Linked DNA regions of Mus musculus: regions 2 and 3 are each linked to region 1. A link is a contact called in public HiCAR-type and Micro-C data. All regions are on one chromosome and are shown on one strand. The core of a region is the stretch at or near the end of the contact, and the rest is flanking DNA. Distances in the headings are between cores, read along the strand shown. Region 1 overlaps Znrf3 (zinc and ring finger 3). Region 2 overlaps Kremen1 (kringle containing transmembrane protein 1). Region 3 overlaps Znrf3 (zinc and ring finger 3).

What was found. Hi-C and Micro-C count contacts between places; a contact is called where the count stands out from the background. HiCAR-type assays count read pairs that join an accessible place to other places.
Region 2: a Micro-C map of muscle stem cells shows a contact between it and region 1, with 2.7 times the contacts expected there. The contact joins two enhancer-like sites. A contact is called at or near these places in 1 of 15 datasets of contacts at CTCF or cohesin (large pre-B cells), 5 of 484 Hi-C or Micro-C datasets (CD8 T cells, the P5424 cell line, brain and 2 more) and 4 of 115 datasets of contacts at active chromatin or transcription factors (double positive thymocytes, effector CD8 T cells, embryonic stem cells and 1 more).
Region 3: a HiCAR-type map of Th17 cells shows a contact between it and region 1, with 4 times the contacts expected there. The contact joins two enhancer-like sites. A contact is called at or near these places in 1 of 39 promoter capture datasets (the C10 cell line), 3 of 15 datasets of contacts at CTCF or cohesin (CD8 T cells, the NIH/3T3 cell line and pro-B cells), 26 of 484 Hi-C or Micro-C datasets (B cells, the C2C12 cell line, CD4 T cells and 16 more), 4 of 115 datasets of contacts at active chromatin or transcription factors (CD8 T cells, Th17 cells, embryonic stem cells and 1 more) and 5 of 9 other capture datasets (adipose tissue, embryonic stem cells, liver and 2 more).

What each region holds. Positions count from the first base shown.
Region 1 is chr11:5,295,855-5,298,554 of GRCm38.p6, reverse strand. The region is part of intron 2 of Znrf3 (zinc and ring finger 3); the gene reads left to right. Among named protein-coding and RNA genes, the nearest start is that of Kremen1, 36 kb to the right of the region's middle. Within about 2 kb of position 1,299, at least 120 of the 459 cell types and tissues checked have an H3K27ac peak or open chromatin away from gene starts, as enhancers often do. A contact at or near this core is called in Th17 cells and muscle stem cells, where this site is marked.
Region 2 is chr11:5,200,964-5,203,663 of GRCm38.p6, reverse strand. Kremen1 (kringle containing transmembrane protein 1) reads left to right here. Exons shown (of 9, transcript NM_032396.3): 6 at 1,635-1,967. Among named protein-coding and RNA genes, the nearest start is that of Gm25142, 50 kb to the left of the region's middle. Within about 2 kb of position 1,398, at least 10 of the 459 cell types and tissues checked have an H3K27ac peak or open chromatin away from gene starts, as enhancers often do. A contact at or near this core is called in muscle stem cells, where this site is marked.
Region 3 is chr11:5,397,279-5,399,978 of GRCm38.p6, reverse strand. All of the region lies in intron 1 of Znrf3 (zinc and ring finger 3), which reads left to right. Among named protein-coding and RNA genes, the nearest start is that of Znrf3, 46 kb to the left of the region's middle. Within about 2 kb of position 1,333, at least 7 of the 459 cell types and tissues checked have an H3K27ac peak or open chromatin away from gene starts, as enhancers often do. A contact at or near this core is called in Th17 cells, where this site is marked.

The DNA.
Region 1 (2,700 bases), core at 50-2,549:
TTCTGTTTTGAATTTGCTTTTAAATCTGTTTACCACCTGATTCAAGAGTATTGTAATTTCTTTTCCTTCATCGCAAGTATTGCTGGGTTCTGCTTAATTAGATCCAGATTCCTACTAGTCCATCAGCATCAGAACATAGGGATCAAACTAAACTATCAAACTTGATGGCAGATGTCCTTACTCACTGAGACACCTCACCAGGCAGTGATTTTTAGTTTATTTTTATTTTTCAGTCCCCCAGTTTCTCTCTCAGTAGGCCAATCTTAAGAACAAAGCCCCTTGCTGCAAGAACCTACCCTGATTCTCCAGAGGGCCGCTGAGGTGCTCAGACTTTGCAGGCAAGGTTGTTAAGTCTGGTTCTGCCACCTAATTAACACTTGTTTATATTAATTAGTTGCCACATGTACAGAAGGCAGTGGTCCTTTTTTGAAGTTTCCAGTTACAGACCTAATAAGATCTGGCCTGAAATGGGACTTTGAGAACCTCCCAAGGCAAGGTAACAGCTTCCAAGTCCTCTACAAGTTTCTCTTTCAGGCATAGACAGCTCTACAGCCATTTTTCCATAACATCCTTCATTTACTCAGAAGGATGGATGGAACAGGAGGGTGTGCACAGGCTCTCTTTGAGTTTTTGGTGCTCCTTGTCAGGTGTCAAAACAAAGGGGACCATTGTGTTTCTTGGAACTGATCTAAAAGTCTGTGTTTGAGATTAAGATCTAAGGAAATGCATTTCCGTTTAACACCCAGTAGTTTCTGATTGTGAAAAGACTCACAACCTGTACATCGGCGCCGTACATGACTACAGACTCCAGCCTCTTCTGTTGGTTCCTTTAATTAGTAGGAATTAAGTGGAGGCTGCTGCATATTTTGAGAATAAATAACACTGTTTAAACTTAGGCAGCCTTAACCATTAACTTAACCGCTGGATTCTCGCTGCTACATGTCTCCTGAATAGATCAGCATAATCTTAACTAGGACTTAAAAATCCTTCATCCGCTCCCTCGCTCGCTCACTCACTCACTCTCGGGAACTTAGAACTTGAAGCCCATGGGAGCCTTTGGAGACTTAATGACTTTAATTATGGCAAGAAGTATCTTGTGGTGGGTAGGAGTACAGCTGGTGGGAGAGCCCTTTCTCAGTGCAGCCGGATGGGAGCTGGCAGAAAGGCAGTCATGGGGGAGGGGACTGAGAGGGGTGACTTGGGGGGGGGGGGTTGGCCGCAGGGCCTCTGAATTCTGAACTGTGTTTGTGGCTTCAGAGCTTTGATCACTTGCCAGGGAAACCTGGAAGGTCAGGCCAGGCTGCAGCCAAGCCCTGGAATGAGGAGCCAAGTCAGTGGAGCGGGCAACACTATGTCACTGCCCTCACCTCCCACCCTAGAGGAAGTAACCCTATCTGCAACCCCATCCTCTGGTCCTCTTTCTGTGGTGGTCTTCTTTTGAATTGGGGTCTCTAAAGCCTGCAATAAGCCAACAAAGTGCCTTCCAAATGTGACTTGGTAAAATCAGATATGCTATATGTACTTTTAGAGGAAATCAGGACTGGTTTTTGTTTGTTTTTAATTCTGTGTGTGCCTAGTACAAATTACTCTAGAGCACAGGTGATCTCTCCTGGTGGCTTGTGTCAGGTTTCCCCATTTTTTTTAACATTACCATCACCACCACCACCCCCACCTTGTTTCTTGGCACCAAGTTTTTCTCACTGGTTCCCTGTGTGCCCTAGTGTGTGACCTCATTTCCTATGTAATGAAAAGTTTCTGTCGGAAAACAGGGCCCTTGGTGAGTGTCTTTGAGCCCCTTTGCCTAGTATGACTCACACTTTAGGGCACAGGGCTGTGCAGAATACGCAAGAGCCTGGTGCCTGGGTGGTCACTGCCTAGAGGCAGTGAAGGAAGGAGAAAGTAAGGAGTGAAGGTTTAAAGTCCATTTAGTGACCTCCAGAGAGAAGGGGTACACAAGGACCCAGTGAGTGGGCTGCTTAGACCAGGAAACCCCACCAAGAGAGAGCTGGTGGTGGTGGTAGGTATGGTCAGGTCCACTGGTTGACCTCCATTGGTATGACCTGCCCCTACCACAACCACCACCACTTTCCCCTACATGACCTCACTGGCAGTAGGCACAGGACCCCATACAACAACAGAAGCTTGTTACTGCCACTCTGCAAGTCTGTAGACTGCAGAAAAGAATGGTGTCTCTCATGTTGGTGTTTAAAAATTGTGACGCTGTGGTTTCTGCAGCCAGTACTCCTAGAGAGCCGTGCTCTGTGTCTCAACAGGTCCTGTGCCTTGTTCTCTCTTGCAAGTGGTAGGATAGATTCCATCAGTCCTCTAGGCCAGAGGAAGGCCAAGGGCACATATCCAAGGGTAGTCATCTGGCTAGCTTTTCCTCATTGGAATTCTATGGAAAGTTCACTTTCCTCCAGAGAGAGAAGGGACACAGCACACACTTTAAATGTACAGGAATTTTTTTTTTTTTTTGAGAGCTTTGAAATCCAGAGATGTGTGTGTACAAAGTCCAGGGCCTAAGAGCCACAGGCAGAGCCACTGGAGTTTAAGACTGGCCAGAAACAACATGTGTGCCTTAGAAGTCAAAAGCCTCCTTAGCAGTACAACAGAAGATGGTGCAGATAAGAAGGCAGGTCTTGAAGTCTGAAGTGTGAAGACTAAAGGCTGCAGATTGCAGAGTACCAAAAAGACATAGCT
Region 2 (2,700 bases), core at 149-2,648, 95 kb after region 1:
TCTCGCTCTTCTCCCAGAAGGAGCTGGCCTTCACCAGTGCCTAAGGAAGTGTTCTCCTACTCTCTCAGACACAAACGTGTCACACCTGCCTCTCTCCAGTGGCCCTGGGAGAAATGGGTTAACAGCCCCCCGCCCCCTGCCCAGCAACTAGAGGCTTTGGTCCTTTGAGAGGGGAACTCTGGCTGGCTGCTGGACACTGGTCACTCTTGCCAGCACGAGGAGGCCTTTGCAGAAGAGCTCAAAAGTGAATGTGAACCCCACTGTATGTCAGGCTCCGTGTGTGCTCAGCTGAGAAGCCAGGCTCACGGCTACCACTTTATGTCAGGCTCCATGTGTTCTCAGCTGACGGCCACACTGTATGTCAGACCCTGTGCTCAGCTGAGAAGCCAGGCTCACTGCTCCCCAGGATCTCGTTCCCATGCAGCTGTCTCAGCCTCTGTGGTGGTCACCTCTTCCCTCTGGACTCTGGCACAGTTGAGCCCATTTCTGTGACCCCACTGTCATTGATAATGTCCCTTGGTTGTCTTGAGACCTCAGCTTCTGATTTTGAGCTTCCTCATCACTAGGAAGAAAAAGCCACTTCCCAGGGGCTCACAAGGTAGGCGAAGAGCCTGCCACCGAGCACTTGCCAGCCTTTGGTTTTTCGAGACCCAGTCTTGAACTGACATCCTGCGACTTCAGCCTCCGTGGAGTTGGGACTACAGACCTGCACCACCAGGGCCAGCAAAGCAGCAGACTTTGATTGCTTTTCTGTGTGCTAGAGAAGAATTTTCCTAAAGCCTGCTGGAGCTGTGGCTCAGTGGAAGAGTGCTTGCCTGGCACGCGTGTGGCCGAGTTCCATCTGAATACTGAAAAATAACAGCTTTCTTTTCAATCTTGTTCCTACACTCCCTCCTGAAGTCTTTCATTTCCAACCGCTCTAAAAGCCTGCCAGTCCAAACCACTAGTCCTGAGAAATCATGGCCGAGACACCGTGTGGGTGACCCAGAGCACCATGAGGCTGCTCTTACCCTGCCTTCCCCTTGGGCGCTTTTGGAAATCCAGCCTGTGGTCACACATGCTAGGAGAGCATCCCTATAGAGCAGGTCTTCCAGGCCAGAGCTCCTTGTGGACTTCTCGTGCGAACACTGCACCCCTAAGGAACGGGACACCCTGAGGAGACTCGGGGCCTTTCCTTTATGACGTCACCTCTTCAAAAGCCTTTCCTCGGCTGAGAGGTCCCAGCATTTCATGCACTTCATCTCAGATGTCTTCTCAGTGTCATGGGATACAGCAGCAGGTGGTGGCCCTAAACTGGAAAACAAGGGGGAGGCCTGGGAATGAGGTGCAGCCCCTAGGATCCCATGGCCCTGCGCCTCCTTAATGCAGACTGTCTGACTCCAGCCAGACCCCAGCCTGGGCTGCACTTCTCCTCCTGCGCTAGGCTGAGGTCTCCTGGGGAAACCAAATAGTCTGCAGTCATTTGTTCAGGGTTTAAGTGATTCATTCTGTGATTTGATCCTAAAACCCAGGATGGCCTGGTTTGTAGCTGGAAACAATGTCCTGGTAAGATCACATTTCCTAAGAGCTTGTTTGTGTCCAGATTAGAGATGAGCCCCAGGCTGAGACTCAGGCCCACTGTCTCTCTTCTGCAGCTCTCGTGGGCGCCTGCGGTGGGAACTACTCAGCCATGGCAGCCGTGGTGTACTCCCCTGACTTCCCTGACACCTACGCCACTGGCAGAGTCTGCTACTGGACCATCCGGGTTCCAGGAGCCTCTCGCATCCATTTCAACTTCACCCTGTTTGATATCAGGGACTCTGCAGACATGGTGGAGCTGCTGGACGGCTACACCCACCGCGTCCTGGTCCGGCTCAGTGGGAGGAGCCGCCCGCCTCTGTCTTTCAATGTCTCTCTGGATTTTGTCATTTTGTATTTCTTCTCTGATCGCATCAATCAGGCCCAGGGATTTGCTGTGTTGTACCAAGGTAAGATGTCCTTGTCTCTGGGGGCATAGGTGCCCTGCCTTCTCTTCCTTGCCAGCGCTTTCAAGCCTAAATTGGATCTTGGGGGGCACACTTGGTCCTCCTGACTCAGCTACAGATCATTTCAACATTAATTCATCCCCCACATATCATCACACAACACCCTACCTTCTAGTGCATGACACCCCACCTTCCAGTGCATGACACCCCACCTTCCAGTGTACAATTGGTTTATACTTCAGTTTCACTATTTTAATAATTTTATTTATTTAATTTAGATTCTATTTATGACTATGTGAGTGTATACCTTACACCACGTGTGTGGGGGTGCTTCAGGAGCTAGAAGAGGGCATCAAATTACCGACACGCAGTTGTGAACAGTCTGTCATGGCGTGGATGCTGGGAACCAAACTCAGGTCCTCTGACAGAGCAGGCCACAGGGCCATCTCCTCAGGCTCGTGTTAGTAGTTTTAGTGGCAGTTGTGTAGACAACTACATGGATAGATAAAGAAGGAGGTGAGGGACGGAACTGGAAGGCTCCCACGTGGTCATTCATCCATCCTACTGCTCCTAGACAGCCCAACCAGTCCTGCAGACTAATCTACCGTCGTTCCTCAGAAACACGCACTCTGCCCCTCTAACAGGAGCCTTTGCTAGCCTCTGAGCACAGGTATCGGACCGCAAAACTTTAAAAAGTGTGGGTGGTGGGCCGCAGGAAGTGAGACAGACTAGAGCA
Region 3 (2,700 bases), core at 84-2,583, 100 kb before region 1:
TTCAGAGAGCTCTGCCTATATTTGTTGTCCTTCACCATTAATGAGGAATCTGAACTGGAGCCCCCACCTGCCATCTTTTCTGGTGCTATCTTCAGTGGAAGGGGGAGCTCAGTAAGTACTATGTGGATACACAGCTGATGCAATTTAGAAAGCTAGTCGCTGTTCTCTAGGTACAGATGTCACATGTCAGTCACTCCCAGGTATCTTCCCTTTCATTCACCTTGAAGTATTTCTTAGGTGTCTCTGTTCATTGATGCTGCCAGACTCATGAGAAGGTCTTTAATTCATAGGTCTTGGTTTACTGTATAGCTGAAAGACCTGACCTCATTCAGTCACCACCCAGACCAGACCAACCCCCACTAGTCTTTCTGGCTTGGGTGATCTCATCCATGGTAGTTGTGACCATCTTACCCATCCAACGTGATACCCTAGTATATAGTTTCTTATCATTTCAACTTTCCTACTCTTGTTTAGAAGTTCATCAACAGCCCTGTGGTAGAACACCTAAGTCCCTCTGTACCTGGACGGTGGCCCCTGTTCCTTGGGCTCAGAAAAGTCCCCAGAATAGCTGTATTGTCTCAAGAGGTTTACTCTGACTGGTTCACACCTTCTCCTTTCCCAACCCAGCAAGTCTCTGCTCTAGCCAGTCATAAGAAGGAATAAATTGATTGGTTATAAGGTAGATATTTCTAGAAGTTGCATTTCTTTTTCTCTTTTCCATAGCATGTGCAAAGTTTCATTAATGGACAAAAGCATCCTCTTGGTACTTGGAAAAGTATAGAACATTCTCTCAAAATTGAGTTGAGGGGAAAAAAACCCCAGCAACCATGGGTTTTCTACCCTCTGCAGTAGTCAGTCTGAGGATGATTCTGGTGGGCTTTAAATACTCCAGCTACAAAACAGGCTTGAAGGAGGCCACAGGAGGTCATCTCCAAAGCATGGCCCACTGCCTCGTTCCTCCCAGCTGTACTATCTACAAGTTTGGGAGTTTCCAGGTTTTAAACTGTTACACCTCAGCTAGTGCTGTTAATTTCAAACTGAGACTAGATGCCATTCATTTGGAGATGAAGATCAAAATCTGCCAATGGACTTGTCTTTTGCGTAACTTTTTTTTTTTTTTTTTTTGAAAAAAAGAAAAAACCCAAATGGCAAACTTGATTCAGCCATGTCTCTGCAGGCATTCCAGAAGTTCCTCCTAAGCTGGTTTGGGTTTGGGAGGTAGACAGAGCTGCTAGGTCACTAAGCTTGAGAATTGCTGTGCCTGGTATATACCATGTTTGGGCATGTGGTGACTCTTAAATCCATCAGCACACTGACCCCTTTTCCCAGCTTCATTGTTCTATTGTTTTGACTGTGAAAGTGACACTTGTTACAAAACCAGTTTCTATGATGTAGGACACTATTCTCTAGCTTTCTCGTACATCAGAATCATCTGGCCCCACCTCTTGGGAGGCTGATTCAGTAGCTCTGGGGTGGGGCCTGAGAATTTGCATTTCTGACAAGTTCCCAGCTGCTGCTGCTGACCTGGCATTCTCCCTGTGATGCAGAGGGACAAGGAAATAAACATCATTTTTTAATGTTCATATTCAGAGGAAGCAATTGTTAACATCTTAAGGTATATATTCCAATATAGACATACTTTTATAAAACAATGGTCTGTGCTGTACACAGTATTACTTTTTTACACAACTATTTTATTTTGGGGGCAGTTTAGATTTATAGGAAACTTGTGATACAGAACAGATAACCTATGCCCTATTTCTGTTCTTAGTACGCAGATCCATCTTATTTGGGGATATACTTTTTTTGTTTCATTTTGTTTTGTTTCTGTTTTTTTTTTTGAAACAGGGTCTTTATGTAGTCTTGGCTGTCCTGGAACTCTCTGTAGACCAGATTGGCCTTGAACTCACAGAGATCCACCTGCCTCTACCTCCCAAGTGCTGGGATTAAAGGTGTATGCATTTAGCTCAGGTCTAGTTCCTAGTATTAGTTTCCATCCTGTACAGTAGCAACTGTTACAGAGCCTTTACATTAGAACTATAAAGAATCTAAAGACAAGTGTACTTTTTTTAACTCTAATTTTTTTCCTTATCAGCACCTCTGGATTTGCTTCACTGTTTTTTAAAGGGCAGTGCACATGGTTTTGCTTGCTTGTTTGTTTTGTTTTTGTTTTTTACCCTTTTAAATTTTAATACATCTTATCTATTTTCATATCTTTTTATTTATTGTAAATCTAGCAGATGAAAGGTAGGGATAGTCACATGTCCCTTTTATCTTATATTGGAGATTAGAGATTATTTCCTGGCCTCTGTGGAGGTCTTAGCATATTCTAGACACTGCCAACCACTTAACATATTATCTCAATCATTTATCAAACAATCCTAAGAAATTGGTATCATTATTTTCCTGTTAACAGAAGAGGGTTAGGGAGGTTAATGGAGTAAACGCTCTGCCGGCTTTCTTCTTTGACACTTCGGGGGTTGTGATCAGAATACAGTACAGCGGAGTGTGCACTTTGCTTGTTTGTTCAGCTTCCCAGTGCCATCCTTATGCTGCTTTAGGAAGGGGAAGAGTATCCTTGAACTCCAGTTTACTTCAGACGTGAAATACATAGAAAAATAAGAATGTACCTTTAAGTACTTTATGGAGCTGGAGATACAACTAAGTTGTAGAGCCTTGTTGAGCTCATGGGTTCATTCT